Linked DNA regions of Zea mays: region 2 is linked to region 1. A link is a contact called in public Hi-C data. All regions are on one chromosome and are shown on one strand. Each heading gives the region's core, a stretch centred on a gene start, on an enhancer-like site or on the middle of the called end of the contact. The rest is flanking DNA. Distances are from core to core; before and after follow the strand shown.

What was found. Hi-C and Micro-C count contacts between places; a contact is called where the count stands out from the background.
Region 2: a contact with region 1 is called in a Hi-C map of leaf mesophyll, with 2.2 times the contacts expected there. The contact joins the promoter of LOC103633279 here to the promoter of LOC103633261 in region 1. A contact is called at or near these places in 7 of 25 Hi-C or Micro-C datasets (bundle sheath, ear, endosperm and 3 more).

Annotation. Positions count from the first base shown.
Region 1 is chr1:31,203,244-31,209,016 of Zm-B73-REFERENCE-NAM-5.0, forward strand. LOC103633261 (ubiquitin-60S ribosomal protein L40-1) reads right to left here and starts at 2,350. Exons shown (of 4, transcript XM_008654966.3): 1 at 2,023-2,350; 2 at 1,741-1,930. The coding sequence starts at 2,125. It overlaps LOC103633271 (peroxidase A2), which reads left to right and starts at 2,789. Exons shown (of 4, transcript XM_008654973.4): 1 at 2,789-3,312; 2 at 3,426-3,617; 3 at 3,759-3,921; 4 at 4,036-4,670. The coding sequence starts at 3,085. The coding sequence ends at 4,460.
Region 2 is chr1:31,372,620-31,378,392 of Zm-B73-REFERENCE-NAM-5.0, forward strand. LOC103633279 (protein GID8 homolog) reads left to right here and starts at 3,687. Exons shown (of 5, transcript XM_008654983.3): 1 at 3,687-4,111; 2 at 4,185-4,291. The coding sequence starts at 3,751.

The DNA of each region.
Region 1 (5,773 bases), core at 1,100-3,599:
TGTGAACAAAGGGAGGTTGTGAGAGGACGTTGGATCTAAAATGGATGGTCTTGATCTTGATTTAATATATGCACCAAAGTTCTATGAGCACCTAATATGTTCCTTTTTTATATGCATGCGCGTTCATGGGAAAAGATCCCAAGGCACTAATGTGTAATGAGTGATGCATGGGAAGGATAAAAGGAAAGGGTGGAATATACCCAAAGATTTAGGGTCTGTTTAGTTCGTGTCTAACTGTGCCACACTTTGACTAAGGTTAGTCGTTCGAATTGAGGGCATGTTTGGGTCCCTGCCTAACTTGCCACACTTTGCCTAACTTTTCTGCCTAAGGTTAGTTCTTCAATTTAAACGACTAACATTAGGCAAAGTGTGGCGTAGTTAGCCACGAACCAAACAGGCCCTGAATAACTAACATTAGGCAAAAAAAGTTAGTCAAAGTGTGGCAAGTTAGCTGCACTTAGTCTTGAATAAGAATATATGGAAAACAGTTATCCATGTGGCTGAACCTTGACAGATGGTTTCTGTTGGGTTTCGGTATCTGTTGGGTTTCAACTCTAGCCTACCCCGACTTGTTGTGACAAGATGGCTCTGGTTGAAGGCGTCAATAAAATGCTAAATATTGTGGTGAGGCTCCTTAGCAAGAAGCGAACAACAGTTGCCGCAGGACAAGGATGGATATAATCAGAAGAACTGACAAAGTTCTGGGCTGATGCTGATTGATGTTCTTTTAGGCCTTGTTTTGGTACACATATTCACCTCAATCCACATGGGTTGTAGTGGTTAGTTTAAAACCCACACCAAACCAATCCAACCCACATGGATCGAAGTGGATACATGCACATTTAAAAGCCCTCAGTTGTTTTGCGATCTGGTGGTTGTCTTGCAAGTTCTAGCAGTTGTACTGTTTTTGGAAAGACTTATGATGGTTTAGGGTCTGTTTGGTTGGGCTGTGGCTGTGAAAAAAGTTGTTGTGGGCTGTGAGCTGTGAAAAAAGCTGCTGTAGGTTGTGAGCTGTTAAAAAGCTAAAAACCGTTTGGTGGAAACCACTAAAAGTCGTTAAAAATTCTTCGATATATGTTTTCACAGTTCCATCCGAAAAGCCACTAAAAGCAGGTCCAGGGGTGCTTTCAGATTTGCACTACGAGAAAGCCGGCTTTTAGAAAAAGCTGCTTTCTGGATCCAGCCCTTTGGTTAGCTTTTGGCTTTTAGGGGGGCAAAAGCCAAAGCCAAAAGTCAAACCAAACACACTCTTAGACCTTCTGTTACGTTACTACTCTCTCTTGTGATTCTTAGGATTCAGGCGTCTTGTGGTGGTAAGGATAGCTAGCTGGTCTCTGACGTTAATTTCGTAATTCAAATGTGGAATCCTCTCAGTTCGAAAAAAATATCTTTCCTACATTAGTTCCTGCAGAAGTAAATGCACGTGTGGTTATCAATTCCACATTCGATGCAAAGTTACCACAAATAATCCTCGTCGCTATAATTCGAGATGACGTTTTCGAACAATAATATTAGGGAAATTTGGATCCATATCATTAAAAGATCACCACTTTGGATCCATACCATTACTATCTCACTTACATGTGGGTCCACATGAGTCAATGACATGTGGGGTCCATGGTATATATCTAAAGTTTGGATCTTTTAATGGTATAGATCCAATTGTTCCATAATATTAGCAAACTTTCCATTCGGGGTGACAGAAGTGTTAAAAAGGTGAAGGCGTAGGTGGTGACTTACTTGCGGCAGATCATCTTGTCCTGGTTGTACTTGCGAGCGAGCGCCTGCAGCGAGGGCTCAATGATGCCACCGCGGAGCCTAAGCACGAGGTGAAGCGTAGACTCCTTTTGGATGTTATAGTCCGCAAGGGTGCGGCCATCCTCCAGCTGCTTCCCGGCAAAGATCAGCCGCTGCTGGTCCGGCGGGATCCCTATGGAATGGAACAAACACAGCCTCTTAGCGCCTGCGCTACATGCTAGTAATACTATTGCTACCAAAAGATGGGCTGGCGCGCTCGCGTACCTTCCTTGTCCTGGATCTTGGCCTTGACATTGTCGATGGTGTCGCTGCTCTCGACCTCGAGGGTGATGGTCTTCCCTGTCAGCGTCTTCACGAAGATCTGCATCTTGTCGGACCTGGGCTTTCTCCGGGCTGCTGTGATTGCTGCGGCGGCGGCTTCTCCCTCTCCGAGGAATAGGACGGCGGCGGCGTGGCGTGCGGTGTTTTTATACGTGGTTGCGGCAGCGGTTTTAGGGTTTCGTTGAGTGATATGGGCCGTTCAAAATCGGGCAGTGCGTTTTGCTTTGTGCTCTTCGGCCCATTGGATATGGTGGACAGGGACAGCCATTGATTTGTATTTTAGATTTCTATTGATCCTCTCTCTCTCTCAAATGAAAATTTGATTTTCACTCTCTCGCGGTAATAAAAAGTACTGATAATAAGACCATGATTTCCTACAGTTTTTTACTATAATTTTATACGGTTGGATGCATAGAACTCGCTAGCGTCAGCAGCACGACTGTGCGGGGGAAACCAAATCCTTAACGACACTTGGAGCGCGCCATCTGGTAATTCTTGAAGCTTAAACAGAGACGAAGTCTTGGTTTTAGCATTAACCTACTCCTCCACCTGAAGTCTTCGCGGATCATTGAAGCGAGTGAAAAGGGCACGGAAGTATCAACATCGCCAACGCATATTCATACGTACTTTTGAAATATCTTATGCGATTAGTTGTGCAATGGGTGCAATTTAATCGTCTATAACGACAATCCACCGCACACTGCAGGATGAACAGGACCGTTTCCTCGTCGCCTCTGCAAAACAGAGACCCTTTCTGATGAATAACCAGCACGCGTTGCCCGGAGTGAGTCCCCGCGCACGGCTGCATCAATGTCCGTGCCGGGAACATGTCAAAACCTCGCTTGCTTGCACTGCGTTACTATAAAGTAGAACCATCGCCATGCCCCGATCCACCCACGACACACAGAGACAGAGGTCAGGTCACCACTACTAGCTAGCTAGGCAGAGCCAGCAATAAACCTCGCTGCGCAATCGACAGAGGTTTGGAAGACAATCTCTGCGCAAATGGCGTTCCCGACGGCGATGGCAGCAGTGGCCGTAGCCCTGTGCGCGGCGTTCGCGCTCGCGGCGCTCGGCGGCGCCGAGGCGCAGCAGCTCAGCCCGGCGTACTACGACGACTCGTGCCCGCACGTCTACGACACGGTGCGGCGCGTGATCCAGGAGGCGCGCGCCTCCGATCCGCGCATCCTCGCCAGCCTCCTTCGTCTCCACTTCCACGACTGCTTCGTCAATGTATGTGCCCATGCATGGGGCTACGCTAACTTATTCCTCAGTTGGTCTGGTCGCCGTGTGCTAATGGATCTGGCTCTGAACGTCGCTCGATTGACCGTGTCGTGCTCATGCAGGGCTGTGACGCGTCGCTGCTGCTCGACGAGACCCCGACGATGCGCAGCGAGAAGGAAGCCAACCCCAACAAGGGCTCTGCGCGAGGGTTCCCCGTGGTGGACGACATCAAGGCCGCCCTAGAGAACGCCTGCCCAGGCGTCGTTTCCTGCGCCGACGTCCTCGCCCTGGCAGCCGAGGTCTCCGTTGAGCTGGTCAGTCCCCTGACACGACATGCGTGTACAGACGGTGTGCGACAACGCACATGAAGCTGCCGTCGATGGAGAGCAACTGCGACACTGCGGTTAGGGATTGCTGCTAATACCGTCTTTTCTGACCGGATATGGTTTGAACAGGCAGGAGGTCCGTACTGGAGGGTGATGCTGGGCCGGACGGACGGCATGGCGGCCAACTTCGACGGTGCCCAGAACCTTCCAAACCCGACGGAACCGCTGAACGATCTGAAGCAGAAGTTCGCCGACCTCGGCCTCGACGACACCGATTTTGTGGCCCTCCAAGGTATTCCACTTCAGCCAGCACACATGGAAACGACACGCCAACAGCTAGCCGATCTTCTTGTGGCGGCGCGCGCGCGTGCTGAACTTAGAATGATGCGCCTCGTTGCGTATGCAGGGGCACACACGATCGGCCGCGCCCAGTGCAGGTTCTTCCAGGACAGGCTCTACAACTTCAGCGACACGGAACGGTCGGACCCGACGCTGGATAGGTCCTACCTCGCCGCGCTCCGGGAGAGCTGTCCGGCGGCGGTGAGCGACAACACGTGCCTGAACAACCTGGACCCGGCCACGCCGGACACGTTCGACAACCGCTACTACGCCAACATCCTCAGCAACCGCGGCCTGCTCAGGTCCGACCAGGCCATGCTCTCCGCGCCGGAGGAGGGCGCGGTGTCCACCGCGCCGATCGTCGGGCGGTTTGCCAACAGCCAGGTCGAGTTCTTCCAAAGCTTCGCCACGGCCATGGTCAAGATGGGGAACATCGCGCCAATGACCGGGGGGCTCCGGGAGGTCAGGAGAAACTGCAGGGTGGTGAACTGAAGCTGCTGGTTCTGTTCTCTTTGTAGTTTGTTCATCGATGCTCATCCAACATGTAAATTCATGATTTTTTTCCTACATAATTGTTTTGAGTTGGTAATATGTAATGAAGCAACGTTTTCTTGAGAGAGAATTGTCTCGGTCTTTTTTGAAGCACGCACAAAGTTTTTCTAGAAAAAAGAATTGTTCAAGAGTATTCACTCTATTTCAAAATATTAGTCGGTTTAGCTCTAAATTTCTATATTCATATTCATATAGATGATTATAAACTTATATATATAATATATATTAATTATTGTATGAATCTAATAAAAAGGTAAAACGAAATTTAATTTATAATAGAGGGAGTACTAATTAAATCTGAGATTGAGAAGGACATGTGACACTTTGGTGTTCATGTAAGATTATATAGGTGAAAGGGAAATATGGTCAAATGTTTTTCTAAATGATTTTGGTGGTTGAAATGACCAATACAAATAATTAGACTAACTAGTTTGCTCTAGACTACATATTCTACAGGTGCCAAAGGTTCAACACAAACCAATAAAAAGATTTAAGTTAGGGTTCAAAAGAAAAGAGCAAAAGAAACCGAAGAGAACACTGGTCTGGCGCACCGGACTGTCCGGTGTGCCACCGGATAGTGTCCGGTGCACCAGAGACCGTACAGGCTGAACACTTTACCTTCGGGTTTCTGGACAGCCGCTCCGCTATAATTCACCGGACTGTCCGGTGGGTCACCGGACTGTCCGGTCTGCCAGCAGAGCAACGGCTCCAGCGCAACGGTCGACTCCAACGGACACCTGCAAAAGCGCTACAGTGCACGAACAGTTCGCGCAGAGTCAGAGCAGCGCCAGAAGGTGCACCGGACAGTGAACAGTGTCTGTCTGATGCGGCACTGGACTGTCCGGTGCCCCAAGCTGACAGAGCTCCAACGGTCGAAACCATTAGAACCCTAACGGTTGGGTGACGTGGCTGGCGCACCGGACTGCCCGGTGCGCCCATCGACAGACAGACTCCCCGACGACTGGTTTGGTGGTTGCGGCTATAAATACCCCCAACCACCACCATTCCAAGCATCCAAGTTTTTCAGACTTCACATTCACTATAAGAGCTAGTGCAATCAATACAAAACACAATTCAATAGAATCAAAGCCTCTCCAAGTCCCAAATCCACTCCAAGCAAATAGTGACTAGAGAGAGAGTTTTTGCTCGTGTTCTTCGAGCTCTTGTTCTTGGATCGCTTTCTTCTTCCTCATTCTTGTTCTTCAAACACTTGTAATCAAAGCAAGAGACACCAAGTTGTGGTGGTCCTTGTG
Region 2 (5,773 bases), core at 2,437-4,936, 170 kb after region 1:
AAAATATATGCTTGATAGATAATATGCAACATTCATGGTCTGTTTGGGTGTACGCTCTTAAAATTCCTTTTGTGTCGATATCTCATTCGACGTTTTATATCGGTATTCAAGAGATGATCCATATGCTCTTATGATACTCCCATGCTTCGTAGTAATCAAATAAATGCAGAGTTTCATACAAGGGGAAAAAATATTGATTGTACTTCAAAATACATAATAAGTAAAGATTCATATATATTAAAGAGAATAATGTGACCTTCTCTTCAAGAGTTGGCAACGTTTTGCCAGAAGGGTCTACTTTCTGTGGGTTTCTAATTCATGCAATATTTACAACAACAATTCTAAAAAAGGTGAAAGAGATGTTGATCATTCATAAAAAATCATTCGAAACAAATACTTACTTTAATTTAAATACTATCGTTTGGAGTATTTTCTTCTCCAATCCACTTCATGTGGTTCTAATATAGCTAGGGGAAAGGGGGTATCTCTTCATGAGAGTCCATTCATAGTGCCAATAATTTACTTCTTGCATGTTTGACAATAAACTTACATTGGTACAAACCAAGTCGGTGTGACTTCATTTGACAATTTAGACGACCTAAATTGGATATGATACATGCATGCAATGATGCAACTTAGATAAGATGTTATGCACATCACAAGCAACAAGATGACCTTCTAGGGTTCGTATGAATGGTTATTGTTGTTTATATGCTAGTGTTAGACTTCTTATCAAATATTTTCAACTAGGTCAATAGAATTATCGACCATATGTCCACGTCATGAAACTTTGCATATTTATTGATCGACGTAAAAGTCAGCGATTTTAAATCAGCAACAATTATATGCCACACCTTAATCGACTTCTTGTCGGCGACTACCAGTCAACAACAATGGTGTATTCATATGTCATGTGGAGACAATACTTAAAGTTGCCCATATTTTTGTATTTGAAATATATATATGCACAAAGCACTTACAATCCTATAAGTGGTCTTTGCTTCACGTGAAATTCAATAGCCATGAAAAATATAATTGCACTATTTCATAAATGTATTGCATAAATGTAATATATAATACCATAAAAATACCTTTAGTTCCATGATCCTTTTATGACATCATCAATGCTTACGTGTGTATCTTTGCAATTTTCATAATTTCTGAAACACTTCTTATTATTTCGGATATCTTGGATGTTATTATCCATACATTCGGGAAAATGCTCGATATTCTTTTGAGAAAATAAAATTTGAGTCCATTACTTCATGTAGGACTTCCATAGTATGTAATGCACTTTTTGCTAATATGCACTACATACAATGTGCTTCATATCATATGGACATGATGCAATGTGGAATGCTTCATGTGATATTCTTTCTAGGTATTTTCATTATGTGCTTCAAGATTTACTTCTTGTAAATTTAGAATATTAAGTATTCTAGGCCTTCGTCCATTTTTCTTAAAACATTACTAAAAACTATATACATCTATAAAATGAGGAAAATTACTTCTTGTAATTTCCTATGGCACTTTAAATATGAATTCATAAATCATAATTATAATAACATGCTAAGTAAATAGTACAATATATAAATGCATAAATAGGGAACAATTCTGATCCCAACTTATTTATATTGCATGAAAATATTTCTTATATTTTCAGCATGGTTATTCTTGAACTTTTTCTATAATTCAAGAGGTGCTGTTGAAAACTTTTTTTATGGTTCATAGTGTGCTTTTGATAAAGTTCATAAAACATTTTAGGCCTGATAGGCCCATTTCAGCCCACGAGAAGGAACATCATTAGGTTTTTTCTAGGCAGCTGCCGTCATTACCTATTTCTCTCTCCTTCCTTCTTTTTTCCTTTACTGCAGAGTGGCGTTCCTTCCTTTTTTTTTTTCTCTCTTTCGTCTTCTCTGTTCAAACGAAAAGGCCAGGGCGGTGGCTGCTGCTCGCCCGTGTGCCCGTGGTGGCCACGACAGCACACCCGCGCGCCTGCTCGCCAGATGGCGTGGCTGCGACGCGTGCGCTGCGGGGCCACTTACCCGCGCGGGGCTGCTCGCGTTCTGATGGCAGCGAGGCGGCGTTAACGTGCGCGCCTTCGGGCTGGGTTGCAAGGTTACGGTGTTCGCGTGCCCGCGAGGTGGCCGCGGCAAAGCCCGCGTGCCCGATGGAGCGACGACGTCCCCGAGGAGCCCCTTCATGGCAATCGTATACAGAGAAGAAGATGTCGACCATGGCTGCTGGCTCTTGGCAGCGCTTCTTACACACGGCGCGCGCGAGTCAAGGCTCTGCGACGACGTTCTCATGTACGTCGTGAAGTCACGATGATGGCTGCGTGCCAGATTTGTTTTCTTCTTTTTCTATTGTGTTCCTTTAAAAACTTCTTACTGCTGCGGAAGTTAGAAAGATGTTCAAAGGAAATGTGAAAACTTATTACTACCGATGAATTTACCTTCGTACTGTCTTGTGAACTCTAGATTGCAAGAGCTATCGTGCTGATAACGTGTTAATGACCCTTTGCTACCGAATATAGTCCAAAGACTGCTTAACGCATAAACATAGGAGACACAAAGATATAAGAGGAACTGATATTCTCATTCATATATTCTGTTCACTTGATACAATATATAGTGGTGTGCTCCTCAATAGATAGTGTAAAGTTAGGGTTATAGCTAGATGGGCCACCAAACTGGTTTCTTAAGACTGTCTCCAACAAGAAACGCTAAAGCGTTCTGAACTCTATATTTAGCATTTCTCCACCAACTTTATCGCTCCAACAACGAACGCTATATGGTCCTCTATAATAGCGGAGGTTCTCAGCACCCGCTAAGTGTAGCGAACTTTTTTGGTCCGCTATCATTGACGCGAATGCTAGCAGCGGACGACCACTAGTGGACAGCAGCAGACGACCACCAGCATGGCGTCGGCTGCCAGCAGCAGCCACCAGCAAACTACCGTTGTACGACTAGAAAAGGAGCAAACCATTCGTCGGCCAGTACTTGAAAAAGCAAAACAAAGGAAGAAACAAAATGAGATCTTCTATATGGCATGGAGAAGAGAATGATTTATGAATTTGTTTGGTATTTATAGTTATTAAAAATATTCATTAATGTATAATTAAAAATCGATTTGCAATATGTAAACAACCCAATATTTTGTTAAACATCACAGCTGTAATACCTTATATTAATATTAATATAATCGTGGAAATGTAGAAGATGTGATATAGAGGATGAAATTTAGAGGACGTTGCTGGAGGCTCAGAAGATATAGAGGATAGAATCTTTTAGAGTGTGCTGTAAAGGACAGAGAATATTTCTTTATGGGATGAAATTTAGGGGACGTTGCTGGAGACAGCCTAACCGTTTTAATAAGCCTTAGGGGGTGTTTGGGAACAAAGTTTTTCTGCAGGTTTGGAAGAATACTGCAGTATTCTCAAATACTACAGTATTATATACATAATGGTGTTTGGCAAGCTAGGTAAAATATCTGTTTTCAAAACTGAAGTATTGCAAATACTATAGTTGTTTTAAGGCATTCTAAACTTAGCTCTGGACCTCAGTTTTCAAAACTGCGGTATTATAAACTACGATATTGTTATAACTAAAATATAGTATAGTATTTCAAAAACTATAGTTTTCAAAAACTTTGTTCCCAAACAGGGCCTTACTTCCAAACACAGGCACACAGCCGTGTCCTCCGGACTCTCGGGGTCTCCCGACGTCGACTCGTCCTCGGTTTCCCTCCATGCCCTCAAGGCCTCAATCTATCCTCGGGCTGTCCGCTGTCCCCTTCCCGCGTCGAAACCCTAGCTCGTCACCTCGCCGCCGTGCTGTCCGCTGTCCTAGTCCGCGGCTCCGCGCCCCATCTCTCTTGCCGTCGCATCTGATGTTCTTCTCCCGCAACGCATTCCGCGACCTGGACCCCATCGACTCGCCGGCCTCCATGGCGTCCTCGAAGAAGGTTGCGACCCGTGACGAGTGGGAGCGGAAGCTTCGCGACGTCAAGATACGCAAGGAGGACATGAACCGCCTCGTCATGAACTTCCTCGTCACTGAGGGCTTCGTCGACGCCGCCGACAAGTTCCGCATCGAGTCCGGCACCCAGCGTATTACACGCTTCACTCTTCCGCTGTTGAACTTCTGGGAAATTCGTTTGAATTTTTTATTTTATTTTTGCAGCGGAGATTGACCTAGCGATCATCGCGGATCGAATGGAGGTTAAGAGAGCAGTACAGTCGGGTAATGTTCAGGAAGCGATCGAGAAGATCAACGATCTTAACCCCACGGTTCGATTCTGTCTATGTTCCTAGCAAAATTAGTTCGAATAACGGCCGAGACGTACTTTGTTGTGGAAGATCTCCAAGTAGGTTGTGGTTGCTGGGTTGTACAGATCTGGTTTTCATCCTCCTGTAAGTCTGAAATAGATGTGGTCAAGTAGAGAAGCACTCAGTTCTGCAATGTGGTTAACTTGGATGTACTGTCACCACGTTTGTCTTTGTCAGCAATTTAGAGCCACAACTAGTTTATAATACAGGAAGGGGATCCTTTCCCAATCTAATTTGATGACCTCTCGTGTTTGGAGAGTATGCATGAGCTTCATTTGTATCGAATGATATGATTCTGATTTGATCATCAGTACTTATGGTTATTATTCTACTCTTTAGATTAGTTGTCCACGTTTTGCCACACTTTATTGTTCAAATAGGAGCTGGAAATTCCTGTTGAGCAGATTGCAGTTTTGAACATATTTGTAACCGGTAGGCGGTAGAACTTAAATTGCGTCTACAAAACACACATTAGTCACAACAATCTTGTATTGTTATTAATTATAAAAACCACTGAGGGCCTAGATGCTTTTAGTTGTCAAGTCAAGTGGATGCAAGAGGGCTTGGTGATCGAGAAGTCAAGGATAAGGAGTGACACACTCAAGATCATGGACGAAGCATAACATATATGAGACTCTAGCTGGGTTTGGTGGTTTTGACCTCAGAACTACAAGTGGGGTAAGTTTGTGGGGGTTTAGGCTTCAAAACCCAAGGGAGTATATTGGGGTGGCACATGTCATCATCAAAGAGCCTATGTCAAGGCAAAGCTACTTCATGAAGTGATTGTGGTCGTCCGATTTTAGGATTTCAATCTGGACTACTTTGCCTCTAAGTTTATCTATTGGGATCATCTTGGAATGCATAATATCCCTACAAATAAGGATAAAGGTTGTCCAAGATAGCTATCTCTCCCATCTATACTAGTGAGAATATTTTCGACGGTCAAACATTTAAATTTAGTTTTTGGGGCCTAACGTATTCGGGTTACACTATAATTTAGTACTGTATGACGTAATTATGTTTATCTTATTTGTTTGAAATCACAAACTGCTACATCCCTTGTTCGGGTATGTTGTGACTTGCTGGCTTTACTAAAGCCTATTGCCTATAAATGCTAGGTGCAATAAAGGATTAATACTTCATGAGAAACTCTCAATAGATTGATTCAACTTAAATGAGTGGCTATTGTGTGAACTTGTTGTGAGGTTGAGAAAGGTGGAAGGCGAGCCACAAGCCCGCATGTGCCAAGCCATGTTGTCATGTTGAGTCGTGACACGTATGAGCTTAGTCTTGGCTAGCCAGGCCATGACATGAACATGCATCGCCAGGGAAAGTTTGTAGCTTCAAACTATGACTGACTATGTTGGAGAAGGACAGAGTGTGCCTTGGCTCAGCCCAGGGCCTTGGACTCCTAGGTCTACATTTGGCATATGTGAAAGTGAG